Regions from separate parts of the Mus musculus genome. Here regions 1, 2 and 3 are each linked to region 4. A link is a contact called in public Hi-C and HiChIP or PLAC-seq data. All regions are on one chromosome and are shown on one strand. The core of a region is the stretch at or near the end of the contact, and the rest is flanking DNA. Distances in the headings are between cores, read along the strand shown. Region 1 holds the start of A430090L17Rik (RIKEN cDNA A430090L17 gene). Region 2 has its middle 71 kb from the start of Gm41072. Region 3 has its middle 23 kb from the start of Gm41072. Region 4 overlaps Arl15 (ADP-ribosylation factor-like 15).

Region 1 (3,954 bases), core at 873-3,372, 270 kb after region 4:
CGCACGGGCACAGCTCTCTCAGACTCTGGTGAGGGTGACCAATTCAAGCCAGGAGCTCCTGTAATCAAGGCAGCAGAGCTAGATAAACCCCTTAGCAAGCACACAGACAACAATGTGTTTTCTCAATGGGTAACAGTTTAGCAGCTGACCCTAGGAAGGAAAAGAAAAAGACTGGTTAGTTGCATTTAAAGATTGGGGGGGGGGGGGATAAGAATACTGCAAAGGGTTGCTGATTTCATGACTTAACGTAGTAGTTCGACGTCTTCATCCCCAGAGCTGCAAAGAGAAGACACGGGGTCAGCTGTTGCTAGTCCTGGTACCAACAGCCCCCAACATGTGACTCAGGAGGAAATTTACAAGTATCACTGAAAAAGGTTTCTTTCTCCTGTCATAACAGATGAAGAGATGAAAGCCAGGGGCTGAAGTAGAGATGAACAAACTCCCATTTCCTCCTTAGCAGTCATGGGAAAGGCTGGACAAAACTGCAGTCAACACGGGTCCTCTGGACCGTTTAGAAATGGAACAAAGAGATTAAGGTCCTATATCCCTAACTATCTCAGAAAGCATTGTTAAGGGATGAGTGCAGCTCAGGGCTGGGGGACTTTCCTAGCATATATAAGCCCAGAGTTTGTTACCAGATCAGAACAAAATAGACAAACAGCAAAAGAAACCACCCGTGGTAATCAGTTGGTGTGTTTAAAACTATAGGAAAACAACAAAGGGTTCCATCACGATCACTAACTCGCTTGCGTTCCCAGCTAACCTGCGCTTCTATATACAAAGTCCCACAACTGCAGTTTTTGATTTTATGGTTTTTTTGGTTGGTTTTGTTTGGTTTTGTTTTTTGAGACAAAGCCTCCCTGTGTAGTCCATAAGTGAGCCAGGACTCTCAGTGTAGACTAAGCTAGCCTTGAACTCATAGACATCCACCTGCCTCTGCCTTCTGATCGACAAGACTAAAGGTGTGCAGCACCACACCGGGCACAGGCTGTGGCTCATTCTCCAGGCTTTCTGGTTCTGAGGTCTTCATTCTGTCAACAGTATTAACAGCTGACCTGCCATGCCGGGCTTCAGAGATGAGAAAGAATACACTCCTATTTCTCAAGTCCCGTTTCCCATAACAAAGGAGCTGATCTGAATAACCCTATCGCCTTCTATTGGAGTCAGCTGTTTTTCTTGCTTCTGGTTGAAGTATAGTCACAGAGCAGGGATGAGTGAGAAGTCCTGCATATTACTAACTGGCCCTTTATGATCGTTAAACAGCCCAGGCCTGGGGTGATAGCCTGCAATCCCAGCTGGGAGCCAGAGCTGCGGCCAGGCTGTTGCTGCTTCTGCTAGGGATTCTGTCTCCACATTTTACAGACCTCTGTTCTAACCTCCTCAGTCAGCACAAACAGCAGGCTTGCATGGGTGGCTTGTCCCAGCGCACCTCTGCAGCCTTTACATAGCCTCTTCAGTCTTGCACAAGGGATGACAGGTGACTGAGTGGCATTTTTCAGGAAACCGGCCTGTACGATCTAAATTACCAGAGTTCCGTAGAACGCTTGAGACCCTCCACTACAAGTCATCATAGCCATCCACAGACATAAGAAAAACCACTCAAAGTCTGCTAGTGTTTCACAAAGGAAACACCTGTGGTTCTCCTAGATATGGGGACGTACAGGAGAAAGAAGTACTCAATGGCCCCAGGCAGTTATGAAAGGCACCACAGGGGCTAGGTAGACAGTTCTCAACAGGCCAGGTCCACCCAGGTGATGTTTAGGCATCAGAGGATAGGATATAACATCTTTAGCTTTCGCAATTACCAACGGGTGCTTGTGGCATTTAATTCTCCAACATGAGAGATGACGTAGTTTGGTGGACGGCACGGTCAGTCCCACATGATACGATGTTCCTCCCTGACTCTGTCTTTAATGTCTAACCACACTTTCATGTGGGTCAGAGCTCTGTTTATAAATAGCCAAGCTCAGAACCTAAATTTATTTCATGTAAAACACAAAGTAAGCCATGTTCTAGCATCCCCCCCCACCGACCCCCACCTGAGCTTACCAAAGTATACAAGAGAAAACTAGGTCGCCCGTGGGCACATACATACTCCATGCATGCCTTCATAACAAAAACAGGAAGCAGACGTTTATCACTATAAGTAAAAGGAAGTTTGCAGGTGTCAAAGAAGGAAAGATCAATGACTCAAGTTAGGAGCTGCATATGCCTTCTAAAAATTTAGTCACAGAAATTGCAAGTAAAATGCATTAAAGGGGAGTGAGGGTAAGTAACCCAGCCTGCATCCTCACAATCGAACTTGTATCCCTGGAGCTGAGGAAGGGCTGTCTTAGGGCTTCACTACTGAAGGAAATGTGATGGTCATGCCCAGCCCTGAGAAAGTGTGCCGTGTGATGTCTCGGGAGTTTAACAGCTGCTACAACCATTAGCAGTGACGGAACCACCGTGCCTTCTGTTATAAAAAGACTGTGTGGTGGATTCAACGTGTGAATAATGGACTCTGGTCATGCAGATCACCCACCGAGCCTCAGAGAGGACGGGCTCGGGTGGCAGAGCTAAAATAGGTTGGCTGCTTTTCGGTGGCTTTGTTTTTCTATCTCTAGGGTGGACACATGGCTACCGACGAATGCCCACTCTGTGACTATCCCGAAAATAGCTAAATGACCACAGGTTGCCAGGCAGCTGCGTTCTGATGTCACTCCTCCTTGTAGCACTTCCCAACTGACCGTGACATGTACGCAGCAGGAAAGTGTTTCAAAAGACTTAGGTTCATATTTAGAACTTGTCTCTTAATAAGAAAACAATCTTGAATGGCGATCCCCCTATCCTGGGGGCACTTCTTTGCATTCTAAAGGAAACTCGGATTTAAAGTCATCATTCGTGTTAGTCAAACTTGAACACTGGTCTTTAAAATGATCATCAACATAAAAATAAAAACGTGCTGATAATAAGCCAACATGACAGTAAGTTTTATTGTAGTAACTCCGGGTTATTGTAATAACCCGAAGTCGGGTTAGGATAAGAAAACAAAATTGAAATTTATTCTGAAGGCATTTAGGATTAGACAGTCTCTCAGGCATCGTGTTAGGAACTCGAAACTCTGATGGTGCAAAGCTGTGTTCTGGCAGCAGAGAAACTCGAGGTATGCCAGCATCTAAGGATCTGAATCTTTGTTTTAAGACTTACATTGTAAAGTTTATGGAATCCTTCAAATGCCAGCTGGGTGATTGTGGCTCCATTAGGTGCCCACTTAGGTTACACTGCCGAAAATCTCAAGTTACTCTGCAGTATTTGTCAGATTAACGCCACTGGGTTCCTCTGTCTGGTGACGACCCTGTCTTCGTGGCTTCTGTTTCCTTCATTTTAGGATTCAGCAAAACCTACCTTTAGCCATCTTTGCTCTCTTCCAAGTGTGCCTGTGTGATAAACAAGCTAGAACTCACTAGATTTTATGTCTGTCAGAAATCTGAAAGGTGAACAGTTACTTGGAGATCATTAACCTCCTCATTGTCATCACATTAGCTGGAATTCTGCTGTAAGGATTAATCTGTGTGGTGTGGTGTGGTTTGGTTTGGTTTGGTTTGGTTTAGTTGGGTTTAGTTGGGTTTAGTTGGGTTGGGTTTGATTTAGTTTGGTTTAGTTGGATTGGGTTTGGTTTGGTTTGGTTTAGTTGGATTGGGTTGGGTTAGGTTGGGTTAGGTTGGATTTGGTTTGGTTGGGTTTAGTTGGATTGGGTTGGGTTGGGTTGGGTTGGGTTAGGTTGTGGGGTGTTTTGTTTTGTTTTGTTTTGGTTGGCTTTTCCTTTTGAGCCAGGGTCTCACTGTGTCTTCCTGGCTGGCCTGAAACTCACTGTGTAGAACAGTCTGGCCTCAGTGCAGATGTGTCTGCTTCAGACTTCCAAGTGCCAAGATTAAAGGTGTGTACCACATCACCACCCAACTTGATTCTGTG
Region 2 (4,222 bases), core at 95-2,594, 400 kb after region 4:
AGATAACATTAAGAAACTATTGTGTGTATAAATGTACTAATGTCTATGTACAAGTAGATCTACACATGTATGTTATTTTTTAAAATAAGTTTAGTTACTTTTATGTAATTCCTATTTCATACCATGAAACTTACTTTCTCTCTTCCATATTTGTAAGACTGTCTCAGTTAAAAAAAACCAAAAAACCCCAAAACCCCCCAAAACCAAAAAACTGGCCATCTCAAAATAACAGTGTACTTATTAAACCAATTACAGTGTATATGCAAATTGGTTTCTCATACCATGGTATAAAGAAATCATACTGAAAAGCGAATTTAAGTATTTGTTTGAAATGTTCTCCAGTCATCCAGCCCCATCTAACCAGGCATATAAGGTTGAATGCTGTGTTCCAAGTGACCTGAGTATGCTTTTCCCTTTACTGTGGTTCTGGTTTCATTTAAGGTACACATGGGATCGTTTCTCTGTTTGCTTTATATTTTAGGGCTTCTTTCTTCTCATATTTGATTGACTTTTCTTTAAACATGCAGTATGTTAGCCTGCTTATAAGAGTCAAAACAACACAAAATTATCCATAGAGAGGCATCATTCATCTCCACGTCCCATTGCTTGGCTCCCATTCATCCCCTGGAGGTCAAGAATTACACTGGGTTCTGGTTTTGCCTTCTGCTACACAGAAAATAGAATTATGTGTACCTATCTATATGTGTACATGTATATGTACCTATCTATGTGTGTACATGTATATTACCTATCTATGTGTGTATATGTTCCTATCTATATGTGTACATGCATATGTACCTATCTATATGTGTCCGTGTATGTGTGCTACATCCACTCCAGTGAAGTCTGCTTGGTAGGCCTAAAAGCCTGGAAACAGTCACAAGGCAAAGAGTTTCATGGAAACTTAGCCTCCTGGAACCTTGGCATTCCCATAGCCCATATACTCAAACCCTGTCCCCGAGTTAATCTAGTGTATGGATCTGTGTGCTTTCTTGTATTATAGGTTCTTCCAAGTAATGATTTTACAAATACTTTAATCAGGTTGAATTTTACTCCCTGGTCTTCACCAATGTCCTAGGCAGTCCTTGAAGCCGACCCTGAGCTTGGAATTCAGTAAGAATGTTACCTATTCAGTAACTTTCAAATTTACTTCTAGTAGAGACAGTAAAACTAATTAGGCATTACAATATACTTGAATAGATCTAGAAAAGCTCAGGGCTAGTCTACATAGTAATTACTTAGGACAATAGCGGAGTCACACCCAAATACAGGAATACACAATGACCTAGGAAATAGGTGGGTTAGTATTATTCATGAAAGGGTTAGTAGAATTCCCCAGGTACAGGTTTTTCACTAGGCAGCAGAGGACTAGCATAATCAGGTATTTACTAAAGGACCCCTGATGGTGGGTTTAACAATAGACTAGCATTGCATCAGAGCATTCACCTGGCTGCTGTGTTTGGCTGATCTTAATTAAGGGTTGTTCCTATTCTCACTGGTAAACGTTATGTATGCATCTTTTTTTTGTGTCAATGTAACTTGGCTGATGTATTAATTTGGAGGATGTATTTGCCTGGCTTTCTTATTTATTTATTTATTTATTTATTCTGTATAAAAAGTCTGGTTTTTGCTTGGAGAAAATGCATCCAGATACAGCACTCCCTTGTGTTCATATTTGTTTGTCATTTCTCCCAGACTCCACGCCCGCCTGTAATGGAACCCCGAAATTTTTTCCGCAGGTTGAGGGAGGCTGACTGGGGCTGGTCTTCGGCATATGTGCACTGATCTATATGTGTATGTGTATATGTACCTGTGTGTGTGTGTGTTATGTGTGTATCACCAGAGACCTGCTGTATTGCAGTTGTCTTTTTCCTAGAGATTATTCCATATCAATATGAAAAGCTTTCCTCACTTTTAAACAGGTAGGTAGTACCTAGGCTTTTGACAGTCCATACATAATTCAGTCATCATATTTATTTATTTAAGGTTTTGCTTTTAACTAACATATTTAGGGTGTGCAGTGTGATATCTGATTACAGATACAGACGGTGAAATTACTATACCATACTAACTCATCAGTTAGCTCACAAAGCTTCTTCTAGTTATTTTGCAACAATAAACTTAACCAGTCACTTTGTGACTTATTCTTTTCTAATTGTAACTTTCAGCCTGTCAATAAATTTGAATAGCTTCCAGTATTTTTTAAATACCGAAGTCACTTTGTGTATATGTGCGTATACATTTTAAATTATTATTTTATGAAGTAACAGTTACAAATTTGCTTTACTGTGTGAATCATAAATTTAAAATCAATTAAAGCTAAGAAGCCTATCTTCATTCAGGCTTCAGAGAAATTCATTAATGATTCGTATGAGCACTCCCTCCTTTCCTTACGGTCAAGGCTTTGATCGGTTTGCAGTTTATTCTTATGCATGGTGCAATCAAAATTTCCCTAGTAACACTCAAAGGCTGCCTTTCCCTCCAAGTGTTGGGAATGGTGTCTTTATCATATACCAACTTCTGTTGTTTTTAAACAAAATCTCAAACGTTTGATTTTACCAATAAATACTTGAGAGCTAGATGTTATGGTGAAAACCTGCTAGCTCAGAGGCAGAGAAAGCACACAGATGACTTTCTTTTTCAGCTGATGTCCCCAAAGAATAAAAGCTCTCCTTCTCTACATCCTCTCAAAAGACCTTTCAAAGAGAATGTCCCTCCCTTCTACTTCCTGTGCACCTCTCTATCCATCCTCCTGATGTCCTTTTACTCTCTATGGCTTTCCTATGTTCACTTCCTGTCAAATGGGGTTGCTGGCCCTGCCTCTTGACCTATGGTTGACTTTATTTAATCCTGCCTACAATAAGCAAAAAGGTCTTGGATTAATGGTTTGTGTTAGGGCTGAGCCACACCACAACTAGAAACAGGTTTGTCCAGTAAATAACACAATCTCAGGGTTCACACTGTGATCAAATATCCTGCAACCAATCTGTATGTGATGGATTATCTGCTGAATTTTCTCATTCTTTATGATTGGCCTATCTATTCATATTCCAGTGGTGAACTATTTTAATCTAGTAGCAATATGACTGACTCCCTTGGCCTGTGTGTCCCTTTTCTCTAGGTATAGAGATAGGATGCAGCCACAAAGGGGAATTAATGTCACAAAGGGACTCAAAACCAGTGTTCAGAGATGGCAGTATAGAGAATAGCCTTCTTAGGCTTTATGGTTTGCTTTTCCATAGTTAATGGTCTTCCCCAGGGGAGAGGAATTGTAGCTTCTGTGATGTACGGGTGGTGAGGGGGGGTGGGGGGGACCCAGGAAGCCTTGCTTCTGAGACACTGCCAACATCTTTACATCTTTTACTCAGAGCATTCCATGCTCTGGGATGTCATTCTTTGACCCAACAGAACCTATCAGCTTTCTTGGTTCTTCCCTTCCCACCTCCTCTTCATTTATCAGAAACACTCTCCCCAAGGGGCTGTTTCTGCCCTTTCTTCTCTTTTCCTCATCCTCCTTAGCTCCTCTAGAGCCAAGGATTGCTGGCTGCTGTGCTAAGGTCCAGACCCCCGTTTCCTATTGTCTGCCATGGCTGTGCAGCTCGATAGCTTATTGGATCTTGTGTTAAACGGAATTTGAAGTAAGTTCATCTTCTCAAGCATAGACGGAGAAACAGAAAACCAATCACACCAAAATGTAAAAGCTTCATCAAACAACGCTAATAATTTTGTTCTGTTTTATATGACAAGGGAAAACTAAAGACGGATATTGTCTTCTGGTTTATACAGATGCCAATGTTAAGACTTCTTCCGACATGTCTTCATTTTGCCTTGCTTCATGAGGAACAACACCCTAGTATAGTCCCAGGAGACCTGACTGCAGCCTGCTCTGCTAATGAATTCTAACAGCATGTTCTGAACCAAACTACCTCCTAATTCAGGGAACTGAGGACACAGTACTCTGATATCCTTTATACAGTTTTGTTAGTTTTTTTTTTTTGTTTTTTTTTTTTTGTTTTTTTTTTTTTTTTTTTTTTTTAAGACAAGGTTTCTTTACATAGCACTGGCTGTCTGGGAACTGTGTAGACCAGGATGGCCTTGAATTCACAGTGATCTCCCTTCCTTTGCCTCTCAAATGGTGGGATTACAGGTATAAATTTATTTCTAAAGACATAATACAAAAAAAATCTAAAGATATACGTATTTATAACACACACACATACAC
Region 3 (4,287 bases), core at 1,048-3,547, 350 kb after region 4:
TACATACATACACACACATGCACACACATGCACACATATACCTGCATACACATACACACATATACATACATACACACATATGCACACACATGCACACATATAAATGCATACACATACATACACATATACATAGATACATACACATATACACATACACACATACACAAATAGATACACATATATGCACACACATACACACATCACACATATATACATACATATACATACACATGCACACATGCACACATACACATATATACACACATACACATATACATACACACATACACAGATACACACACATACCAGATAACAACTTGGGGGAGTTACCTATCCTCTTCCACTATGTGGGTCCCAGAGATGACACTCATGTCATCAGCCTTGGCAGCAAGCTCCTTTTCCTGCTCAGCCGTCTCACTGACCTTGTCTTACGTTTTAAACCACATTGCCAAACTTCCTTATGTTCCATCAACAGACCCACAATCATTTGGTTCCTGTTCCTAGTGGTACTTTGTACCGTGTATGTTCCATCAGCCACCCTTTCACCTTTTTTGATCACAGTTGTCAGGAAGAACAACTATTTTTAGTTACACTGAGATATGCAATCACATCCAGCTGTAGCACAGGCACTAACCCTGCCTGCACTGCGAGTTGACCTGTTTTGCACTCGGCATCCCTTGCAGGCCCATCCCATCAGCATATTGTTTCCAACAAACTGTACGAGAGACATTTGGAAAAGGTCCCTGTTCTGGGATGTTTGACTTCTGTATCTTACCATATACCAGCCAAGAGTTTCAGTTGAGGGCTTATGGGAACCAAAGAGAAAAGCTGGCCAGTCAGGAGGCCAGAGCCTAGCCTCCTCTGGGAGGAGATGCTGATACAAGTTAGAATCTGTACTGCTTGTGCTAAGCATGGTCTTCAGAGCCCACATACCTGGTGTCAGCAGCGACAGATCATCAGCCAACAGCACAGGCACACTGTGTGCTTAATGCCTAAGCTGTGTGCCAACTTACACTGTCTGGCAAAATGGCTTCTATGTGGTTATGACAAGGCAAGGGCAGTCTTCAGGGATAGTTTAAGTCAATGAGGCAATTTTCACTGTTCCAAAAAGCGTGTTGGAAAATGAAACATTTGTTCATAATTAGGAATGAACATTTAAAAGCACTTAAGAATACATTTGTTTAGTTGGCAAGAAAAAAAAGTTCAAAATACTTTACTCAATTGGATCTGGAAACGTGATTAAAAGGAGTTTGAGTGGTGAGCAGATTGAGAGACCTAATCCGAGGACTGACCTAAGAACTCTCATAAGAAATGCCCACATCACCAAAACTTCATTTTGAGTCATCTGTCTCTGGACTACCACCACATCACACATACCCTTGTCATGTGTATACACATACCACATGTGTACACATATACCACAAATACCACACACATACCACATGTATACACACATACCATATGTGCACATATACCACACAGACACACACACTATATATACATATATACCTTCACATGCCACATGTGCATACACATACCACATGTGTACACATATACCACAAATACCACACATATCACATGTGTACACATATACCACAAATACCACACACATACCATATGTGCACATATACCACACACACACAGCATATATGCATATATACCTCCACATGCCACATGTGCATACACAGACCCACATACCACATGCACCACATGTTCATATACAACACATATGAGCAGACACACCACATATATACACATCGCATCTGCACACACAACACACATATGGACAGATCCACAACCCACACAGCAAACCTACATAGTACACACACACACACACACACACACACACACACAGAGTCTCCAGAGGATTACTTTTATAGAATCAGGCTTTAGTGGACTCCTTATAAACTTTAGAGGCCCAGGAATGGTGATATAAGAAAGTCAACAGAGTCTCTGTCTTCATATATGTCTGTGAGTATGTGTTCAGGCCCGTACTGCTTCATACAAGTCCAAGGACAAGTACATACGTGCACGTGTCAACCCCTAGTAATGCCATTTTCCAGCCTCTGGCCTTTGCTTAGATTTGAGCTTCAGGCCAGCATTCTGGTTCCAATGGTCTTGTTCCTCTTTGGCCAGACCTTTATGACATGACTTTTCTGCCTATGCTTTTTGCTTTTTCCCTACATTTACAGAATTCTTGTTTTGTTCTTCTGGTGGTTTGTATAAGAATGGCCCCTGTAGGCTCTATTCAGATGCTTAGTCATCAGGGAGTGGCGCTATGTGATATAGATTAGGAGGTGTGGCCTTACTGAAGAAAGTGTGTCATGGGGGCTGGGGATGGGAGAGCTGGGGTTTCAAAGGCCTGGTCAAGCCCAGAGTCTCTCTTTTCTTGTTCCCTGTGGATCTGAATATAGAACTCTCAGCTACTTCTCCAGTGGCATGTCTGCCTGCCTTCCACCGTTATCCCCACCATGACGATTATGGACTAGCCCTCTGAAACTTGAAGACATCCCTAATTACATGTTTTCATTTATAGACTTGGTCATGGGGTCTCTTGACAGCAGCAGAACACAATTCTGTTTAATGGCTCCCAAGTTTTGTTTCAAATAAGCTCTCAAATCCTATGGAAGAAGTAAGTTAAATAAGAAGCTGTCTGGTATGGCATGACATTGGTTTGGTCTTGGGCTCCAAAGTCATGCCAAGACACAGCTGTGTCTGGCCCAGAGCTCACTGTGGCCGTGCCAAGAAGGCTCCAGGTTGTGTACGGTGCTTGTGGAGTGACTATCCTGAGACGCGCATGGGGAGAATTGGAAGCACTTTGCAGCCACTTCAGTTGCTTTAACACGTAAAATATGGACAAGCCATGCGACCCTCTCCCTCATACACTGGAATACCTGGAGAAGCTTCCACAGGCATCAATACAGGTGTAGGTCTCTGACTTGGTTGCCAGGAATGCCATCAACATGCAGTAGGGTTCACCTCTGTGGACCGCTAACCTTGACTCACTTTGTAAGATTCTTTTGCAAAAGCAACCTTGTACTGCTTCTCTCTGCCTGCTTGGCTGGTTAGGGGTGTGACACTTTGGGCTTGTTTTTCTCTTAAGACATCATTGAAACTTTTTTTTTTTTTTTTTTTTCTGATCACTGCCTATAACTGCCTGCTTTCTGTCTCCAGCAACGGCCCGTCTGGGGTTCTGCCACCATCAGCTCTGTGCAGTGTATACCCAGTGTCTTAGGTAGGGCTTCTGAAACTGTGGTAAAGCGGAATGACCATAAGCAGCTTGGAGAGGGAATGATTTATTTCATCTCACACATACACAGCACAGTCCATCATCAGAGAAGTCAGGACAGGAGCTGAAGTAAACCTGGAGGCAGGAGCTGAAGTATGCAGAAGCCATGGAAGAATTCTACTTACTGACTTGGTCCCCATGGCTTGCTCAGCCTGCTTTATATATATAACATCTAATTATTCTGTTTCTAATTACAATGAAAAATTGTTTCCTTTGTCTCACCCCAACCCTAACACGCACACACACACTTCCCAACTGAAATATCACTAAGTGATTTATGTATTCTGAGGAGACATCTGCCACTATCAGAATTCATGGTGTGTGTGTGTTTGTGTGTGTGTTCACATACACACAAATAACTTTAGATTGCAATAGAGTTGTGTGGCTTCTCCTTTGATGTGATATATATAAACATCCCAGGGATAGCACCACCTACCATCCTGGGAACTCCCCAATCATCAGTCAAGAAAATGCCCCACATGTTTGTCTATAAACCAGTCTGGTGGGACATTTTCTCAATTGAGGTTCCTGGTGTCAAGTTGACATAAAACTGTCCAGCATGCACAGTCTCATACAACTCATACCTCTCCTTTCAGTGTTGATTTGCTGGCTATGGTCCAGGACTGGGTAGACAGAGGCAAGAAAACAAACATGGAGGTGAGCACAAAGCTTGAGGTCACCAAAGTCATTGATAGAACCTTCTTCTTCACATAATAATTCTCAATCTCTAGATGTGCATGTGTGTGTGTGTGTGTGTGCGTGTGTGTGTGTGTGTTGATATCTCTTCCCCCAAAAATGGGTTCTTAAAATCTGTTTACACACTAAGAAATATATGGGCTTGTCCTAGGTTACAAAGGGAGCAATTACCTAACTTCCACAAAGAATCTAATCTCTTTACCAACCCTTAAGTTGCCTTGCCGCTAAAGTTTGAGTGTGTGACTGGGGGTAGAACCCTTGTATGTAGCATATCATTCTAGCCTTGACTAGGAAACAAGAGA
Region 4 (4,480 bases), core at 1,530-4,029:
CATTATTGGTAGACAACATGATTATCAGTTGCAATTTAGCCCGTGTAATAGGGGTGCAGTGCATAGATGTTTAATTATATTTGTAAAGGCAGTCAGTATAAATATATAAAATGGTTAACAAGAATGGTTATGATTTCCCAGTTATTTTAGATCAGTATTTTTATCTGACCTCTCCCTCGAGCACCACCGAATCATTACGGAGAATCACGCCAATGGAATAGTTCTTAGTTCTGCTGAGAAGTCTTGGCGTATAATTAACTCACTGACTAAGCTAGCTCACATCTGTACAGTGGATTTCTTTGGAAGTTAGGACAAGGGCCGTCCTTGGAAAAGGTGGATTATGTTCTTGTGTTGGGTCTCTGCAGGTCTCTCAGGCATTGTATAGTTCAGAAAAACAGGCTGTTCTTTCGGGTTTTTTTTTTTTTTTTTTGGGTTGTTGTTGTGTTTTGTGTGTGTGTGTGTGTGTGTGTGTGTGTGTGTGTGTGAGATCTAGATTATGTTAACCAGCCAGCTCTGTGGTTTAGGATGAATGTAAAATAAAAACATTGTCACTCGCACTGGAAACTTGTGCCGTTGGTTGGCAGTTGAGGCACTCCAAGACGTTTTCTTATTTAACATACTTGACTATGGGGAAACTCCATGTTGGATGGGGTGTTAAAATTGGTAGATCCTCCCTCCCCCCGTTAAGAAACAAAAGCATTATGTTATTAATACTACATTTGAAATGTTTTTGTTAGGAAATACTTTGGGAAGTGTCTTCCTTGGAAATTGAATGTTAAGAACATCAGAACATCACCCCCCCCCCCACACACACACACCTGTCAGTCTTTGGTTTTCTCATCGATTGACTGGATACATCACCAGCGCTGTAAAATCATAGCCCTGGGCTGGCCTTCTAAAAATTCACATTTTAGAAGCGGCAGTGCGTTCTTGCTGTGATCCCGCGTTGCCTCTGCATATTCCAGCAGATACACTTGAAGGACACGAAGCGTCTGCACTTTGCGGGGCAGAAGGGATTTGCCTCAGTTCCCATTTGAAGCTTCCTCTATGTGGGTAAATCTCTAGTAACCGTGCAAGCTGGAAATTTGCTGCATAAGCCACAGTCTTCTGATAGACAAAGCATGTAATTTCTCACTGGTTTTGCTGAGTAACCCACCGCCCGTGGCCTGGATAACACACTAGGACAATTCATCTAGTTGAATGTGTGTGTTTGTGCACATCCATACATACATAATGCAGACACTCCGATTATAACCACTATAAAATAGAATAAAATAAAATAAAATACGCCGGTGGGAATTTGTATGACTTAGGCCGAGTGAATGAAATAGAGACATGACATATTTATTGCCTCTTAGCAGACAGAGATAAGTATAATAATAACAACATATGCTAAGGTGTTTTGTGTCATGGACACCCCACCCTACCCCCATTAGGTTCTGATGGGAGATGATGTCAGCCAGCCAGGAAGCACAGGCATCAAGCTCACTGGTAGCACTGCCCAGTGGAGTGAAACACTTGCATCAAGCAAGAACTCCCTTCCAGCAGCAAGGTGGTGAGAGTCAGAGAGTGCCTCTGTGCCCTTTAATGATGTATTTTAAAATTGTGCCTTAAAATGGTAGAAGACATGTGTTTATGAAAGTGCTGCTCAATTCCAATTTTAATTTATTGGTACCTTATTGAATGTGGGGAAACGTCAAGATTCTTCGTGTTTTGACCCACACGCAGAGATTTCATGAGCAGTGTCCTTCTCCAGCCTGCTGTAGGATAAGGGTACAGGGGGTGGGGGTAGCAGGGGGTGTGGCGTGGGGGGCTTCATTTCTGTTTTATGCACAGCCAGACTTGCTCTTATGTTTGTAATATTTAAAGGAGTTCAATAGGAGGCCCACGATTCTTTGATCTGATGCCACATTCAGTTTAATGAGAAAGATTTTTCATATTGCGGGTATTGAACGTCTCCGCCACTTCAGACCGATACGTTATAATATTCGATTTACACCTTGTACCCATCTTTTATTTCGCATCCCCGAGTCCGCCCTCTTCCCCTCTGCTGAAACAGGTAATGACAAAGATCCTCCTCAGATCAATTTTTGTAAAGGGGCACCCCGACGGGTACCAAGACTGAAGCGTGACATGAGCCTTTTCCCAATACAATGGGTGGCCTAACATTCCTCTGGAAGCCAGGCTCATTAAATATTCGGTTCCTCCACCACCCTCCCCTTCCTCCCCTTCCCCCCCTCACACACTTCGCTCACTAAGTCTGGGGGTTTCTTCACTGAAGACTTAGGAAAATTGCTTTGCGTTCTCAGATTGAATTTTTTATGTGTATGACTTCATGATAGCATTAGCATGTGCTTTGATCCATGTGTGAATGGCACTGGGTCGGCGCTTATTGCCACATCCAGATGGTGTTACAGGGAACAAACAGTTGTGTTTTAAGATTTCTCAATAGACTGTCTAGACTGTCCGTGCAGCAGGCAGATACAGCCACCCATCAAATTAGCGTTTGTCAGATTTATGGTAATGGTTCACCAAAGCCTTCCTGTCATTGACATTAAGATTTACGCCTCCAAAGTTATTTTGTCTTCCACAGAATATAGCTTGCGATTGCTCGGATTTAAAAAAAAAAAAAAAAAAAGTTGAAGACAGAAAAGTCTCTGTGAATGTGAGCTGTTTCTGAATGAAAAGAAAAATATAAAAGGAATTAAACAGTGGCTGCGGCTCAGGGTCTGTATTGATTAGGGAAAGGCTCCCTTCCCGCCTCGCCCATCCTGTTCCCATCCCCCCACAAGTGATAAGACGGGAACTCCGAGGTGGCTGGTGTCTCCCATTTGCCCCTGGTGGAAAGAAAAACATGTATGTGGGGGACTGTGGCCAGATTTTGCCCTTTCATGTTGTTACTTCTAGTAATGTGATCTGCTGTCCCATCGCGGTGGGAGTAACCTTTTGACAGGCAGTATGTCCACTCTCAGTGGAAATGGTTTCCCATGTCTGGCCAGGCTGCCTTTGATCCTACCTCCTTCCAGCGTGGGGTCACAGCTACCACGGCTCTTCCGAGAGTCACAGGTTTCCTCGAGGAAAGCGAGAGACACAGGGGCTTAAGATAAATAAATAAATAAATGTGACCCAAATCCCTCTCCGGTGTTCAATCATCAATGCTACAGAGCTGGGGAGGGTCGCACATGCCATGCCACAGGGCATCTCTGGGTGGGACCTTTCAGGCGGAACCGACCGAGCACGCATTTTTTAATGCTTGGGTCACAGGGACGAGCCTTTGCGCCTCTTTCATCCAAAGCAGTTTGAGGAGTGAGGGCCATCTCCATCCTGAACATGCCGAGACATGTCTGGAACTGCGTTTTCCTATTATTGTCCCTTGGTGTGGATGAGTGGCTGGGAGGCTGTGGGCGGGCGGGAGGGTTAGAATTCTGAGACCGTGGCATGGCAGAGAGTATGGAGGGAACTGACTTGGTGGGGGCGGAAGGCTCCAAGCACCAAAGCAAGTTCTTTCATTTCTCTGAGACCTGGCATTTGGGAAAACCCACGCAGACCGTCTTGATATGTCAGAGTGGAGATAGAGAAGGGTGTCTTGTCTTATTCTTCCCCAGGCAGTAGTAATGGAGGTGGTATCTATTACTGAGTGCAAGGAGGGATTAGAGGGCTCCCTGATAGCTCTCTCTGGTCCCCTTGTGGCTTTTCCTTGCTGCTTCCAGGTTCTTCCTTCCCTTTTGGCCCTTGCCATTCAGCCATCCTTTGGTAGACTGCCAAGAACTCTGCTTTTAAAGGCCTCTCCTATGTGGGTTTGAACTGAATTGTGAACGGTTTGTCAGCTGCATCAAAGATGCTGTAATTTGGGGTTCAAGGTAAATCTCTCTGCATTATGTTCCATCCCCTCCCCCCCAGAATAGTGAAATAATGGCTTTTCAGCTTTGCTTCCATTCAAGACTTCCCGTTCTATGTCCTAAGTTACATTTTTCCTGCATTGATTCCTCAGGATATTAGGGTTTCTCTTTATTTGCTTTTTAGCATGAGTTATGACCAATTTATTGGAAAGAGTCTGATTACCTAAGTTGTAAACTTAGATGATTTCCCAGAAAAATAGTGGGAACATTTTGTTGAATGATTTTTTTTTTCTCCTTCCAAAGCTGCCCCTTGCCTCTTGCCGTTTCTTTCTTCTCCTTGTTCTACTTAACTCGAAAGGTTACTTACTCACTTTGTATTCTGCGACGCACATTTCTTCTGGACACTCTGTGATCTTTCCTAAGTTTTGATGAACTAGTACATTGTTAAGGGGACCATCATTTGGGTGAGGTCTTCCAAGCTCTGCTAAAGATGCGTTGCCATCCTGTCTTTCCACAGACTCTTCAGGGTTTTGACAGTAGAGAGGGTGCTGTAGGGTGTCCAGTCCTTGGCCAGCTACAGCACTTACCATTTTGGACTTGAAAACTATTTTAAATTCGCTGTAAGAAGAAACAGTATAAAT

Evidence for each region. A called contact is a pair of places that touch in the nucleus more often than the background predicts. HiChIP or PLAC-seq counts read pairs in DNA pulled down with a chosen protein or histone mark.
Region 1: a Hi-C map of embryonic stem cells shows a contact between it and region 4, with 4 times the contacts expected there. The contact joins the promoter of A430090L17Rik here to the enhancer-like site in region 4. A contact is called at or near these places in 2 of 15 datasets of contacts at CTCF or cohesin (embryonic stem cells and stem cell-derived epiblast-like cells), 23 of 484 Hi-C or Micro-C datasets (the G1E-ER4 cell line, the HPC-7 cell line, adipose-derived mesenchymal stem cells and 14 more), 9 of 115 datasets of contacts at active chromatin or transcription factors (differentiating embryonic stem cells, embryonic stem cells, epiblast stem cells and 1 more) and 1 of 9 other capture datasets (embryonic stem cells).
Region 2: a contact with region 4 is called in an H3K27ac HiChIP or PLAC-seq map of embryonic stem cells, with 5 times the contacts expected there. The contact joins two enhancer-like sites. A contact is called at or near these places in 3 of 15 datasets of contacts at CTCF or cohesin (embryonic stem cells, pro-B cells and stem cell-derived epiblast-like cells), 24 of 484 Hi-C or Micro-C datasets (3T3-L1-derived adipocytes, B cells, CD4 T cells and 11 more), 8 of 115 datasets of contacts at active chromatin or transcription factors (embryonic stem cells and fibro-adipogenic progenitors) and 1 of 9 other capture datasets (embryonic stem cells).
Region 3: a contact with region 4 is called in an H3K27ac HiChIP or PLAC-seq map of embryonic stem cells, with 4 times the contacts expected there. The contact joins two enhancer-like sites. A contact is called at or near these places in 3 of 484 Hi-C or Micro-C datasets (muscle stem cells, neural progenitor cells and reprogramming fibroblasts), 1 of 115 datasets of contacts at active chromatin or transcription factors (embryonic stem cells) and 1 of 9 other capture datasets (embryonic stem cells).

The regions. Positions count from the first base shown.
Region 1 is chr13:114,149,470-114,153,423 of GRCm38.p6, forward strand. It overlaps A430090L17Rik (RIKEN cDNA A430090L17 gene), which reads right to left and starts at 2,123. Exons shown (of 14, transcript NR_045836.1): 1 at 2,050-2,123; 2 at 1-276. All of the region lies in intron 4 of Arl15 (ADP-ribosylation factor-like 15), which reads left to right.
Region 2 is chr13:114,277,632-114,281,853 of GRCm38.p6, forward strand. No RefSeq gene overlaps it. Among named protein-coding and RNA genes, the nearest start is that of Gm41072, 71 kb to the left of the region's middle. Within about 2 kb of position 1,345, at least 7 of the 459 cell types and tissues checked have an H3K27ac peak or open chromatin away from gene starts, as enhancers often do. A contact at or near this core is called in embryonic stem cells and stem cell-derived epiblast-like cells, where this site is marked.
Region 3 is chr13:114,230,119-114,234,405 of GRCm38.p6, forward strand. No RefSeq gene overlaps it. Among named protein-coding and RNA genes, the nearest start is that of Gm41072, 23 kb to the left of the region's middle. Within about 2 kb of position 2,298, at least 7 of the 459 cell types and tissues checked have an H3K27ac peak or open chromatin away from gene starts, as enhancers often do. A contact at or near this core is called in embryonic stem cells, where this site is marked.
Region 4 is chr13:113,877,777-113,882,256 of GRCm38.p6, forward strand. All of the region lies in intron 1 of Arl15 (ADP-ribosylation factor-like 15), which reads left to right. Among named protein-coding and RNA genes, the nearest start is that of Arl15, 86 kb to the left of the region's middle. Within about 2 kb of position 2,780, at least 43 of the 459 cell types and tissues checked have an H3K27ac peak or open chromatin away from gene starts, as enhancers often do. A contact at or near this core is called in differentiating embryonic stem cells, embryonic stem cells and stem cell-derived epiblast-like cells, where this site is marked.